2 separate regions of the Mus musculus genome follow, and region 1 is linked to region 2. A link is a contact called in public Hi-C data. All regions are on one chromosome and are shown on one strand. The core of a region is the stretch at or near the end of the contact, and the rest is flanking DNA. Distances in the headings are between cores, read along the strand shown. Region 1 overlaps Xdh (xanthine dehydrogenase). Region 2 overlaps Lclat1 (lysocardiolipin acyltransferase 1).

Region 1 (6,321 bases), core at 3,469-5,968, 700 kb after region 2:
AGCTACCCCTGGTTCTGGTGGGCTTCTAGAAGGAAGCAGTCTTGACTAAGACCCCTCACTACTGGCACGGTGAGAGTAAGGCTTGTCACTCGTGTGCTTACAGGGATTAGAGTACCTGCCCCTTAGGGCCACTTGGAGGATTAAATGAGGCTCTGTAGATAAAGCATTAAATTTGGCACATGGCATGTTGCAGATGTTCAAAAAAAAAAAAACAAGAATTGCCTTCCCCTGCTAGCCTTCCATCTGGCTGTCACCCTCCCACGACTGACCCGTGTCTTGAAAAAGCTCCTTTGAGAAGATTTTTGTCAGCTTGTCAGGTTCAAACCCAGCTCCCGGGGAAGCCCGTGAGGATATCTGATCCACTCCCGGATCCTAAGTCAGTGTCCTAGTAATAACCACAGATGCCACACTGCCGGGCCATCTGGAGAAGCCTGCCTTATCCTCGGGCTTCTACCGCCCTCTAGAGGCTGTAGTGTCACATTGCTGTCAACGCTGGTTAGCCCTGGGAGAGACTGAGGGACCTCACTCCACAGACTTGAGGCACCATGTGGATTAAGGTAAGACAGAAGGAAAGGCAAGATATCTGAGGAAGTCAACACCTCAGAGTAGCATGGAGAGTTCTAGTCCACAAATTTCTGCGTGAGTTCCCCTGAACAGGGTTCCTGCGTCAACCTCAGCACACAAGGGAATTCCAGTCATTCACTGTTCACTCAGTAGAACCTCATTAACGAAGGGTACATCTCACAACCTTGCGGAAAATCATCTGAACCAGGTCTGTATAGCTCAGTGTAAATACCAGCTCGGTGTTTAAAGCATTGCCAACCTCTGCCATGTTGTAAGAACAGCATATCTAGACTACATTGAAAGGTGTTTGTAGGCGGGAGGTTGCTCCATTATAAAGTGCTTATGTTCACAAAGCCCCAGGTTTCATGCCAACATCCCATAAGTGGGACAAGGTGGCAGATGCCTGCAATCCTAGCAATTGGCAGGGGGACTGTAAGTTGAAGGTTATGTTCAGCTATATAATAAGTTTGAAGCTAGCCTGGGATCTTATCCCAAAAAGATAAGGGGGAGGGAAGGAGGAAAAAGAGAATGTGGCATGTGCATGCATGCATGCATGTGCACGTGCGCTCGTGCGTGTGTGTGCGTGTGTGTGTGTGTGTGTGTGTGTGTGTGTGTGCGCGTGTGCATGTGTATACACATGCACAAGCTCACTCATTTTAGAAATAATGACTAGCTATGGAAGATGCTAGCATTTGATGGGAGAACCTCTAAGCATCTCTCATATGGCAAACAGCTAACGGACACATTTATTAGGACATCAGACATGACCGTCTGCATCTGCATCGTTTCTGCCTGTGCTCCTCCCGTGGCCAGACATGAAGACTGTGTCTGGCAGGCTGGGGGCTTGAAAGGAAGCCGCTGACCCCATTACCTCGTCCATTCAGTACTGTGCTGTGCTGGAATCTCCTGCCTGGGCAGTGGGGGGGACGGGGGGGGGGGCTTATCTTTCCTGTTCTCTTTACCAACTGCGAGCAAATGGAAGAATCTACGCAGGGTTCATTCGGCCCAGACATTGCATAAGAGCAAAGGGGGCCAAGTCTTTGATCGCTGCAGCTCCCTTACGTAACAGGAGTTTTCGGGTCATGTATTTATAGACTTAGAGCAGGGGGAGATCCTAGTGATTATTGTGGTCTAAGTCTTTCATTTCCCAATAAAATGCATCAGAGGAAGAGAAGGCATTTGAACGGCACACATGTGAAGTCGAACTCGGGCTTTCCCCTCTGACTGATATTGACCTCAGTATCACAGTTTCTAGGAGAAAATTATTCTCAGGGAAGTCCTTAAACAGAATCTTATGTATACATAAATGGGAGGAGAGAAGAGACCCAGCGCGCTGTAGGCACTCAATGATTAGATTGGTTGGAGTTTTGCACCAGAGAATAATCTAACCTTAGTAGCTCAACAGACCTGGAATTAACCCCACATTCATTATCATGTTTTATTGTCTTCTATGATGTAAAGGCAGTTGGAGGTTTTAATCCCCCCCCCCCACACACACACACACACTATTCCACTGAAGACTATGAGTGTGCAGCTGCGGTTACAACACGGCCCTTGGTGGCTTGGCAGATATAAGCTCTCTGAAGAAAGCATGCAGATCTAGAGAAACGTTGGTTTCAGCGTCAGGAGGTGTGTGAGAATCTTAGTTACACAGGCCATGTGGCGAGTAGGGACATAATGCAAACCCTTGCTAACCTCATTTCAAATATGTGATCAAAAATGGACTCAGAATTACCCAGAATTACTCAAAACTGCCACTTGGGCCAGCAGCTCCCCGTTTGCTTATTGGTTTGTTTGCAACTCATGATTTGGATCACAATTGTCCATTTTCTTGAAAATGCCATCCTGCTGAGTCCCCATGGGATGTGTGGAAATCTGGATACTACGGTATGCACTTGACATTCCGAGGAATCAGGGCTGTAGTATAAAACCATACTGGGGAGCCTCCTTTTCAGATCCTCACGGACCAGGATTTACAGTTTTCTGGTGTTCCAGTGGCACACTAGGAAGAAATGAAAGAATTGTCATTGCCATGTTTCTTCTATGGTGTCCCTCCCACTCTATCACAGAGACACCACAACCAACACCATGCCAAGACCAAACCCCATTTTATAGTCTCAGCTAAGGACGACACCCCAGCACAGGACCCCTTAAGTTCCTAGTCCTTCCTTTATTTTTACTGAGCATGTCTGATGTAGCAGCCAGTCTGGTGGTCTCTTTATGCACGGCACTTGCTGTCCTTAGGAAGCACAACTGTCATGTGGAATCAGATGTTCACATGAGCCCACAGAGGAGCTTTGTAATCACCGGAGCGCTGCTACAGAGAAGAGAGTCTTTGATCTAGGTTGGAGGCATCCGTGGGCCTCTTTAAATGATTGAGTTTTGCATCCCATTCCTTGCAAAAAGCCTACTTCGCCACCTGCCCATAGGTACCACTCTTGTTAAAGATACAGGGCTCGGGTAACCAGGAGCAATGGTAACGTGTTGGGTTCTGGGTCCTGGGAATAAAGTAGCATAGCGTAAGACGTGCTCTCCAGTTCTCACCTCCGAGCTAAAGCTATCAGCAGGCACGATAATGGCCTGCCTGGGAATCTACCTGTCTCCTTCACTCTTAGAATAGAGGTCTGGGTGTCAGATTTTCCTGCCATGAGGACTCTCCTGTCCACACCTCATGCCTGTCATATTGGGGGCAACAAGTACTCACTTTACCTATAAACCTACAGGCTGTGAAATGTCAAAATCCACCCATCTGCCAATCCAACAGGGGCTTTGAGTATAATCAGAGCTCTCTGTGCATAGCTACTGTATCATACAATGTAGGCTAGGCTAGCGCTGAGATCCTGTGGGGGGGAAAGTGCTCCTAGCAAGTTCTCCTTTCACCTGGCATCGCCCATCTAAAGTAAAACCAAGGGGCTTCCCAAAGGGAAGGGTCCTGAAGACCATAGAATTCCTCTACTGAAGTTCTCAACCTATAGGTCATGGCCCCTTAGGAGGCTGCATATCAGATATCCTGCATATCAGATATCCTGCATATCAGATTATCCTGCACATCAGATTATCCTGCATATCAGATATCCTGCATATCAGATATCCTGCATATCAGATATCCTGCATATCAGATTATCCTGCACATCAGATTATCCTGCATATCAGATATCCTGCATATCAGATATCCTGCACATCAGATATCCTGCACATCAGATATCCTGCACATCAGATATCCTGCACATCAGATATTTACTTTACAGTCATTAACAGTAGCAAGATTACTGCTACTGTTCTGCTACTACGCGCCTCTCCAGGGTGGAAGTCAGTCACCACATAGTGTGGCCGTCTGCCCCCCCCCAAAAAAAAAAAACCCTGCAAAGTCCTTGAGCGTACCTATCTACGTGCCCCCGTATCAGGAGGGCAAATGGTAATGTTGAAAGAAACATCATTAACCAATCATATTATTTCCTTTCCCTTCCCTCTCCACAGCCCTCACACGGTGTTTTTAACAGGGGAGTCACCCAGGTGATAGTGATTAGCAGCAAAGACTGGGTGTTCTGCAGATCTTCCCGTTACCTGAAGCCAGCTGGAAAATGGTAACATTCCCAGGTCTCAAAGGTCTGTACGCACCTCATCCCTCCCACCGAGAAAGAAGTCCATGTACAAGCGGCAATTTCAAAGGGGGGGGTCACTATTCTCTTGCAAGTTCAACTCAGTGTCACACATGGCTCAGGGAAAGCGATCCTTGACCCCAAGGCCAGCGGGGTAAAACAGAGGCTGAGAGTTCTCCCCGCTGCAGCACCTTCCCCTCAAGTCTGCCAGCTGGCCCCTATCCATCCCAGGGTGGGGTGGGAATTTGTCCAAGTATCCTACCAGGGTGGTGAACTGATCCACACAAGCGTTTCGGATCTTCTCCGGAGTGGCGGGGCTGTCTAGCTGGAAGAGCTGTTTGGCGTTACTGTCTCCGTGCTGAGCTCGAGCTGCGCGGATGGCATCTTTGATGGCAAAGAAGATCGAAGAAGCCAGGAAAAGAGGTGGCTCGCCGACAGCCTGAAAGGACAGAATATAGAACAGAGAATCAACCAGACTTTAACATCATCACACTGACCCAGGAGGCCAGGCCATGAGCCCTGCACTGAGATACCAAGTGATGTCCGGGAACAACTGCACCCAGCTCTGATGCAACCACAGCGAACTGTCGAGCGCGCTCAACTAGTCAGGAAGAACGACGCTGCTACAGGATCCTTCTGCACACATTTATTCAGTCCTGTTTCTTCTTTCTCCATATATCTCCCTTGTTTATATCTCCCCTGTTTATATCTCCCCTGTTTTTATATCTCCCTTGTTTATATATCTCCCCCGAACCCTGGGCCTCTCACTCCTTTTATACTCTCTCTCATCCACGCACTGCAGGCCATGCCCCCTCGCCAGTCACGAGGCTTCAGCTAATCAGGGCAGCAGGGGCAAATCTCCACCAAATTGGATTCATCTGTATCCTGGTACACCTGCGCAGCACTCAAGATGTTTGTGTCTTATATGAGGAAGTCAGGTGCAAGTCATATGACTTAGCTGCAGTCCCTGGCGCCTTTGGGACTGCCGCCACACCCGCTCCCCACAATTCCCCCTTTTTTCTTTTTTGGCAGAGAGAATGTCTGTAGATAGCCCCCCGCAGCCATGCCCCTTACCCGTCCTTGGGTGACAAACAGCATTGGTTTGATCCCTGTCTTAGGTTGGTGACATGCCCAGGGAGTCTTATCACTGACTACCTCTCTATCATGCCAAGCCACACCTGGGGAGATTGTGTTTTGCTTGCGGCAGGTGCATCAAAAGGCCAGGATGTTAATTAACCTATGGCCAGATCTTAATTGCTGCAAGCAAGCCTCATGGGTGAAGGTAGAGGTCTGATCCCCAGTGTGCAAGCATAGGGGCCCTACACAAAACCATCCCTTAGGCTCATCACCCAGAGAGGTCTTGGCCAGCTCCCGTGTCGTTTTTCCTGGGGGAAGGGAACTAGGACACTGAACCTTCATGCAATCAGACGTGCCTTCCACAGGATGCCAACAGCAAGCTATCCTCTGTGCAGTGCTTAGCCTCGCACCCCACGGCATAACGCAGCATAATTTCTTTTAGAGCGGCAAACCGAATCTGAGGAGATTGTCCCGCCTCCACTGCAGCAAAAGCCTATGCTACCATAGCGAAAGTGCGGACCGCACACTCTGCACCTAACACATGTGCCAAACACAAAACACACACACACTATAACAAGCATACATCCCAGGGCTCTCATCCCCGCTCATCTTCCCTGAAGCAAGGGATAGATAGCCAGAGGGGCTATCTCTTTAAGGGGAATTCAGGGATCAAAAAGGCATGGGAAAATTTAAACGTCATGTCGAGCTGGTATCGGCTTCTGGAATACCGAAAGGATCTCTCATCTCGGCTCCATCCTTTGTGCTTGTGGGATCATCCACCACATCCACAGGGGCAACTGGATCAGGAGCCTCATTCTTGCAGCGTCTCATCAATCTCTCCGGCACCCAAAGAGGTTCTGTCTGGTCCTGTGGAAACACACAAACAGACCCTCTCGCCCACATCAACACCTGATCTACTCGATCCCCAGGGGGGATGGACACAATACCTCGTGGTGATGAGACCATAACCTCAATCACCTGTGTGTCCATCTGGGGAGTCAATATGAGAGTCAAGTTTTCATTAGCTTCCCCCCTGTTGGGCAATGATTTCTGTGCCCTTATGGCAATCTGATTTACCTGC
Region 2 (5,951 bases), core at 2,216-4,715:
ATACAGAAAATGTGGTACATTTACACAATGGAATACTACTCAGCTATTAAAAAAACTGAATTTATGAAATTCCTAGGCAAATGGATGGACCTGGAGGGTATCATCCTGAGTGAAGTAACCCAATCACAAAGGAACTCACACAATATGTACTCACTGATAAGTGGATATTAGCCCAGAAACTTAGGATACCCAAGATATAAGATACAACTTGCCAAACGCATGAAATTCAAGAAGAACGAAGACCAAAGTGTGGACACTTTACCCTTTCTTAGAAATGGGAACAAAACACCCATAGAAGGAGTTACAGAGACAAAATTTGGAGCTGTGACGAAAGGATGGACCATCTAGTGATTGCCATATGCAGGGATCCATCCCAAAATCAGCTTCCAAAAGCTGACACCATTGCATACACTAGCAACATTTTGCTGAAAGGACCCAAATATAGCTCTCTCTTGTGAGACAATGCCGGGGCCTAGCAAACACAGAAGTGGATGATCACAGTCAGCTATTGGATGGGTCACACGGCCCCCAATGGAGGAGCTAGAGAAATTACCCAAGGAGCTAAAGGGAACTGCAACCCTATAGGTGGCACAACAATATGAACTAACCAGTACCCCGGAGCTCTTGTCTTTAGCTGCATATGTATCAAAAGATGGCCTAGTCGGCCATCACTGCAAAGAGAGGCCCATTGGACTTGCAAACTTTATATGCCCCAGTACAGGGGATCGCCAGGGCCAAAAAGGGGGAGTGGGTGGGTAGGGAATTGGGGTGGGTATGGGGGACCTTTGGGATAGCTTTGAAAATGTAAACGAGGAAAATACCTAATTAAAAAAAAAAAAGAAAAAAGAAGGAAAAAAAAAGAAAAAAACAAGTATTGGCTTTAGACATGGATAAACTATGTACTGGTGACAGTAAAATGGAGAGAGAAAATTCCTTTTAAGACGTTCTTGTTTATTTATTTTTTCTCTTTTTAAATGAAAACCAACCAACATTTCCATGAGAAAGAACAGTGATGCTGTCTAAGTAGAAGGGAAAATGGTAGTGGCTTCAGGGCAGGGATCACAGCCCCTTAAGCAGAGAGGTGAGAAAGGCTGGGTGATGCAGGCTCCCTTGCATTTATTTCCATGTGTGTACCCCTGTGGATGACACTGTGCACATGCAGAGGTAAGAGGACAACTCGAGGCAGCCACTTCTCTCTACCGTGTGCATTCTGGGGATTAAACTCAGGACATCAGGTTGGCTGCGAGAACATTTTCCTTCCGAGCTGCCTTGCCAGACCGAGAATGAGCTTTATAAATGTGAGCATAATAGAAACAAACGTGAAGGAACTGTCCAGTGTTAAAGAGCCAAACATTTTAAACAATTGGACATGTAATATGAATAATGATTCTTAGAGCATTTATGTTATTCATAATACATAGAGAAATTCAAGAGCATATTATTGGAGAGATGCTGTTTGGAATATACTTTGTGGTGATTTTATAAAGGGTTATCAATATATTTTTTGAGTTATGTGTGTGTGTCCCTGTGTGTGGGTGTGACTTGTGAGTACAGGTGCCTGTGGAACCAGGTGTCAGAGCTTTTGTAGCTGGAGTTAGGAGTGAGCTGCCAACATGGATGCTGAGAACCAAAGTTGGGTCCTTTGAGAGAGCAATAAGTTCTCTTAGCCACTGAGCCATCTCTTCAGACCCTTCACACTGATCTAAACCATTTGACGCTGTAATCTTAAACCAGTAGAGTAAGGGTAAAATGCTGGAAGACTGAGGCATAAGGATCATGTTGTTGTGAGTTTAAAGCCAGCATAGGCTACAAAATGAGTGTGAGGCTGGCTTGGGCTACACTGTGAGACAATGTCTCAAAACAAAATAAAACTAAACAAACAAATAAGAAAAAAACAAACAAAAACATAGCTTTGGGACCAGCCCGCCTGTGTCTGAAGCCTGGTTCCCACTGGTTTGCATCGCAAAGTGCTTTCTTCATGCATTAGAGCTTTTTACCTGAATCATAGTTGCCCTAAGGATTAATGAAATGTTCAGAATAATACCAAGCACGCTGCTAGCATTCACCAAATGTTTTTCTATAATTATACTATTTATTCATAAAATAGCTGGTGTGGAAAATAACCATTGGCAAATATTAAAAACAAAGATATGGTTGTTGAAATAAAGTCAATTATTGGGACAAAAGAGAAAAATCATAAAAGCTTGAGCAGTGGGCAGCCTGATGCATGGATGAGTTGGGTTTGGCTTCTTCCTGGCTGCTAGCCGCACTAGCCGCACTGAGGGATGGAAGGCTGTGGGAAATGTTCCGAAATTCTGAGGAAACAGTGATTTGGAACCTCAAATTCTATTTTTAGTCAAACCAGCTTCCAAAGTTGAACCAAAAATACATTTCAGGAATGTGAGGACAGAAACAATTTTCAAAAGACAGGATTAACAGGACACAGCAAAGAGGTCGGCAAACTTGGGGTCAAATCTAAATATTAAAAACATTTCTGTCAAGTTTAGGAATGTGAGAGAAAAGTCAAGAGTCTTTGGAGCAGTCGGGTGATTCCTACAAACCCTGCAACAAGAATGGTAGGAAGCAAACATTTTGGGCATTATTAATGTACTTTTTAAAAATTGAAATTAAATTTAAACTGGAGTCTTTTGGTTTTACACAGTGATGGAATTAAGAGCTGTTTTGGTTTCTGGAGATCAATAATTGAGCTCAGTGTTGAAGGCATTCTGTGGTTCCACAGGCTTACCAAATACAGAAAGCTGAAACACACACAGACGTAAAATGGGATGTGTTGTTTCCAAGGCAGTCGAGCAAATGTCAGCACACTGTCTGCCAGTGGGCAGGATTATGCTTCCTACTTCGGGCCATACTGTCCCTGTGGCAGCCATGCTCTCCTGTGGCACCTGATGCTCCTTGACATTGTCAAACAGAAATAGCTATTGATAGTGTATATGAACAAATGGGTTGCCTGAGTTCTAGGAAACCTGGATTTTAGAGAACAAGGGAAGGGGCAAAGAAAACTTAATTTCAACAAAAGACAGAAAAAAAAGAGGAGGTTTAACAGAAATGACAGGAAACATGAAAAATGTCTGGAAAAACTTGCCCCTAATAAAAATGATTGGAGTAAAGATTTCTAGGAGAGATAAGAGATTCTCAGGCTGTACTGAGGCTAAGTCGTAGGGGAGCAGGAGGTAGGTAGGCCATGGCACATCTGCATTCCAGAACAGCACTGCTTGTTTGCAAGATATTATTACTCTTCATCCCTGGCTGCCAAGATGAGTGTTGCAGTTATTACTATGTAAGTGTTAGAGAGGAAGAGTCTCATGGGTATCGTGGAGATGGACCCATACCATAGGCTGGCAAGACTGGGCCTGGAGTTAGAATCAGGATCAGACCCGTGGCTCAGCAGCAAGAGGTTTTGACCTTTATTACATATGCCGTCTTTATTGCACAACTCACAGTGTTTGCTGTTCCAAGGTCCTAGAGGAAATTTTAAGAGAGGTAGATATTCGGTTGGCCTAAGAGTAACTGTTGGACCCATGCTTTCATTCTTTGTGAGCTTTTTCAGAAACCGCACATAGGCTACCCTAAGTTAGGCATCTTCTACAGAAGCTCCAAGGGCTGTAGCCAGGGCAAGATTGGCAGTCATCTGAAACACAGATGGGCTCATCAAGGCTACCTTTTCAGCAATAAGGTGGGTCTGCCTCTGGGAAAGGCAGTGTGCCCACATATACATAGCAGATAGAATTTCCCATTTCATTTAAGTAAAATCTGAAGTGAATACCATTGAAAATAGCATTTGCATTTACTCTGAGAGTACAGAAAAGGAAATACTATAGAATTCTTATGTGACATGAGAAAATTCTTTGCTTACTACTTGATAAACATTAGTGCCTTGATAATAGTGGCAAGCTATGGCTTAAAGGAGGTTTTAAAGAATTTATCGAGTGGTACTGCACACCTTTGATCCCAGCACACAGGAGGCAGAGGCAGGCAGATCTCTGAGGTCAAGGCCAACTTGGTCTACAGTGTGAGTTCCAAGACAGCCAAGGCTATACAGAGAAGCCCTGTCTGGGAGAGGTGAGAAAACAACAATTTTGCAAACCCCAGTATTTCCAAAATTAGTACTAAATATATGGTATGTTGTAGAATGGTATTATAGTGTAAAAAAATCGAAGACCTGAAAGTTTTGCTATTGAAGTTTGTACAAATGCTTGTTATTTTTTTTTTCTAGGCTGGGCCATGCAAGTTGCGGCCTTTATCTTTATTCATAGGAAGTGGAAGGATGATAAGAGCCATTTTGAAGACATGATTGATTATTTTTGTGCCATCCATGAACCACTACAGCTTCTCATTTTTCCAGAAGGAACTGACCTCACAGGTAAGGTAGGCTGGGTTTGGGTTACAGAATTTATAAACTTACACACCACTAGTCAAATCTCCTACCCTGTGTGTGAATATGAGCAAAATGGATGGACAACCCCTTAGGTCACTCAGTTAATGGTACCCAAGTCTGACTTGAAGATACAATCCTGAAGTTCCATGAACTCAGAATGATGCATGCAGATTACAAGTTTAAGACCAGCCTGAGCAACTTCCTGACTCAGTGCCTCAAAATACAGAATGACAAGATGGCTAGGAATAGAGCTCACCGGGGGACTGTTGTGAGGCCCTGCGTCCAATTCCCAGTGTCATGGAGTGAGGGGAAGACCAAAAAGAAAACAACATTGAAAATATAATTGTATAAATTTTATTATAAAAACCTTGCAAATAAGTAAAATATCACACACTCAAATTAACTAGAGTGAAATTCTGTACAAGTCAATTCAGTACTGTGAGGATAGGTGCTCAGGATGAAAGTAGGGTAGCTTGACAAGAATTCAACATTTTCAGTATCAAATGTATTTTAGACAAGTTATTTCAGTGTATAAATATATTATTAAGTCAAATACAATTTTTATTCTTTGAGAATTTTATATTTGAATATAGTTTACTTTTTACCACATTTACTTCCCACTCTTCCCTGTAACATAGCTTCCAGATCTGCCTCCTTTCCTCATCAAAAGCTGGGTGTGATGGCCTAAGCTATTTGTAATCCCAGTACTTGGGAAGCACAGGCAGAAAGCTTGTCACAGGGTCAGCCTGAGCTCAGTGAGCCCCAAGCCCGCCTAGGCTGATAAGTAAGGCTGTCTCAGAAACAGTTATTAAAGCCAACCAGTAAAACAGCCGCTGCCTCACCGACCCAGGACTTCTGTTTGAACTTATTATGAATTGGATTTATTATGGGCAACCACAAGAGGTCATTATTTTTCATGTTCATAGTCCTAGAAATGACTTAAAGTATTTATATTTTAAGCCCTACAATATATCCTTCAAATATTAGCCTCTATCTTTACATAAACTGAATTCCAAAATGATATTGAGGTAGACTTAATCTCTTCTACCAGTTCTGTATATTCTCTTCCAAAGTATTATTTTTCCTGTAAACCATTTATCCTTCAAGTTCTTTTATATAAGAAAAGAATCTAAAAGTAACTAATTTTAAATCTTATGACCTTTCCACTGATACTTAAATTATCTCCCTACTAGAAAAAAGCTTTGTCTCTTGAGAAAAACCATTTATACTTGTGTTGGAGATGGGATGCAGAACTGTATATTTGGAACCTTTCTACTTCAGCAAATAAAAACAAGATTAATAAAAACACTACATAGTCTGTCACATGTACTAAAGTAGTGTTTTTACAGAGCAGACCTAACATGGATAAGTGTAGAGCTATTCTGGTTGATTATTGGAAGGCTTTGGGAGGACTTAGGGTTGAATTAGAGGGAGCTCTGTAGAAAAAGGCCAAAGGGGCCCTTTCTCCAGTGTGATAAACCATTCCTTCAAAGAGTGATTCAGCAGGATGTGAGAGGGTGTTGTGGTATGCTGTATGCGGGGACACAAACCTAAG

What was found. A called contact is a pair of places that touch in the nucleus more often than the background predicts.
Region 1: a Hi-C map of liver shows a contact between it and region 2, with 5 times the contacts expected there. The contact joins two enhancer-like sites. A contact is called at or near these places in 12 of 39 promoter capture datasets (the 3T3-L1 cell line, 3T3-L1-derived adipocytes, the C10 cell line and 7 more), 3 of 15 datasets of contacts at CTCF or cohesin (large pre-B cells, pro-B cells and stem cell-derived epiblast-like cells) and 7 of 484 Hi-C or Micro-C datasets (B cells, cerebellum, large pre-B cells and 4 more).

What each region holds. Positions count from the first base shown.
Region 1 is chr17:73,881,918-73,888,238 of GRCm38.p6, forward strand. Xdh (xanthine dehydrogenase) reads right to left here. Exons shown (of 36, transcript NM_011723.3): 35 at 4,426-4,602; 36 at 1,978-2,566. The coding sequence ends at 2,516. Among named protein-coding and RNA genes, the nearest start is that of Xdh, 65 kb to the right of the region's middle. Within about 2 kb of position 4,719, at least 4 of the 459 cell types and tissues checked have an H3K27ac peak or open chromatin away from gene starts, as enhancers often do. A contact at or near this core is called in liver, where this site is marked.
Region 2 is chr17:73,183,641-73,189,591 of GRCm38.p6, forward strand. It overlaps Lclat1 (lysocardiolipin acyltransferase 1), which reads left to right. Exons shown (of 6, transcript NM_001177967.1): 4 at 4,235-4,381. Among named protein-coding and RNA genes, the nearest start is that of E330032C10Rik, 64 kb to the right of the region's middle. Within about 2 kb of position 3,466, at least 9 of the 459 cell types and tissues checked have an H3K27ac peak or open chromatin away from gene starts, as enhancers often do. A contact at or near this core is called in liver, where this site is marked.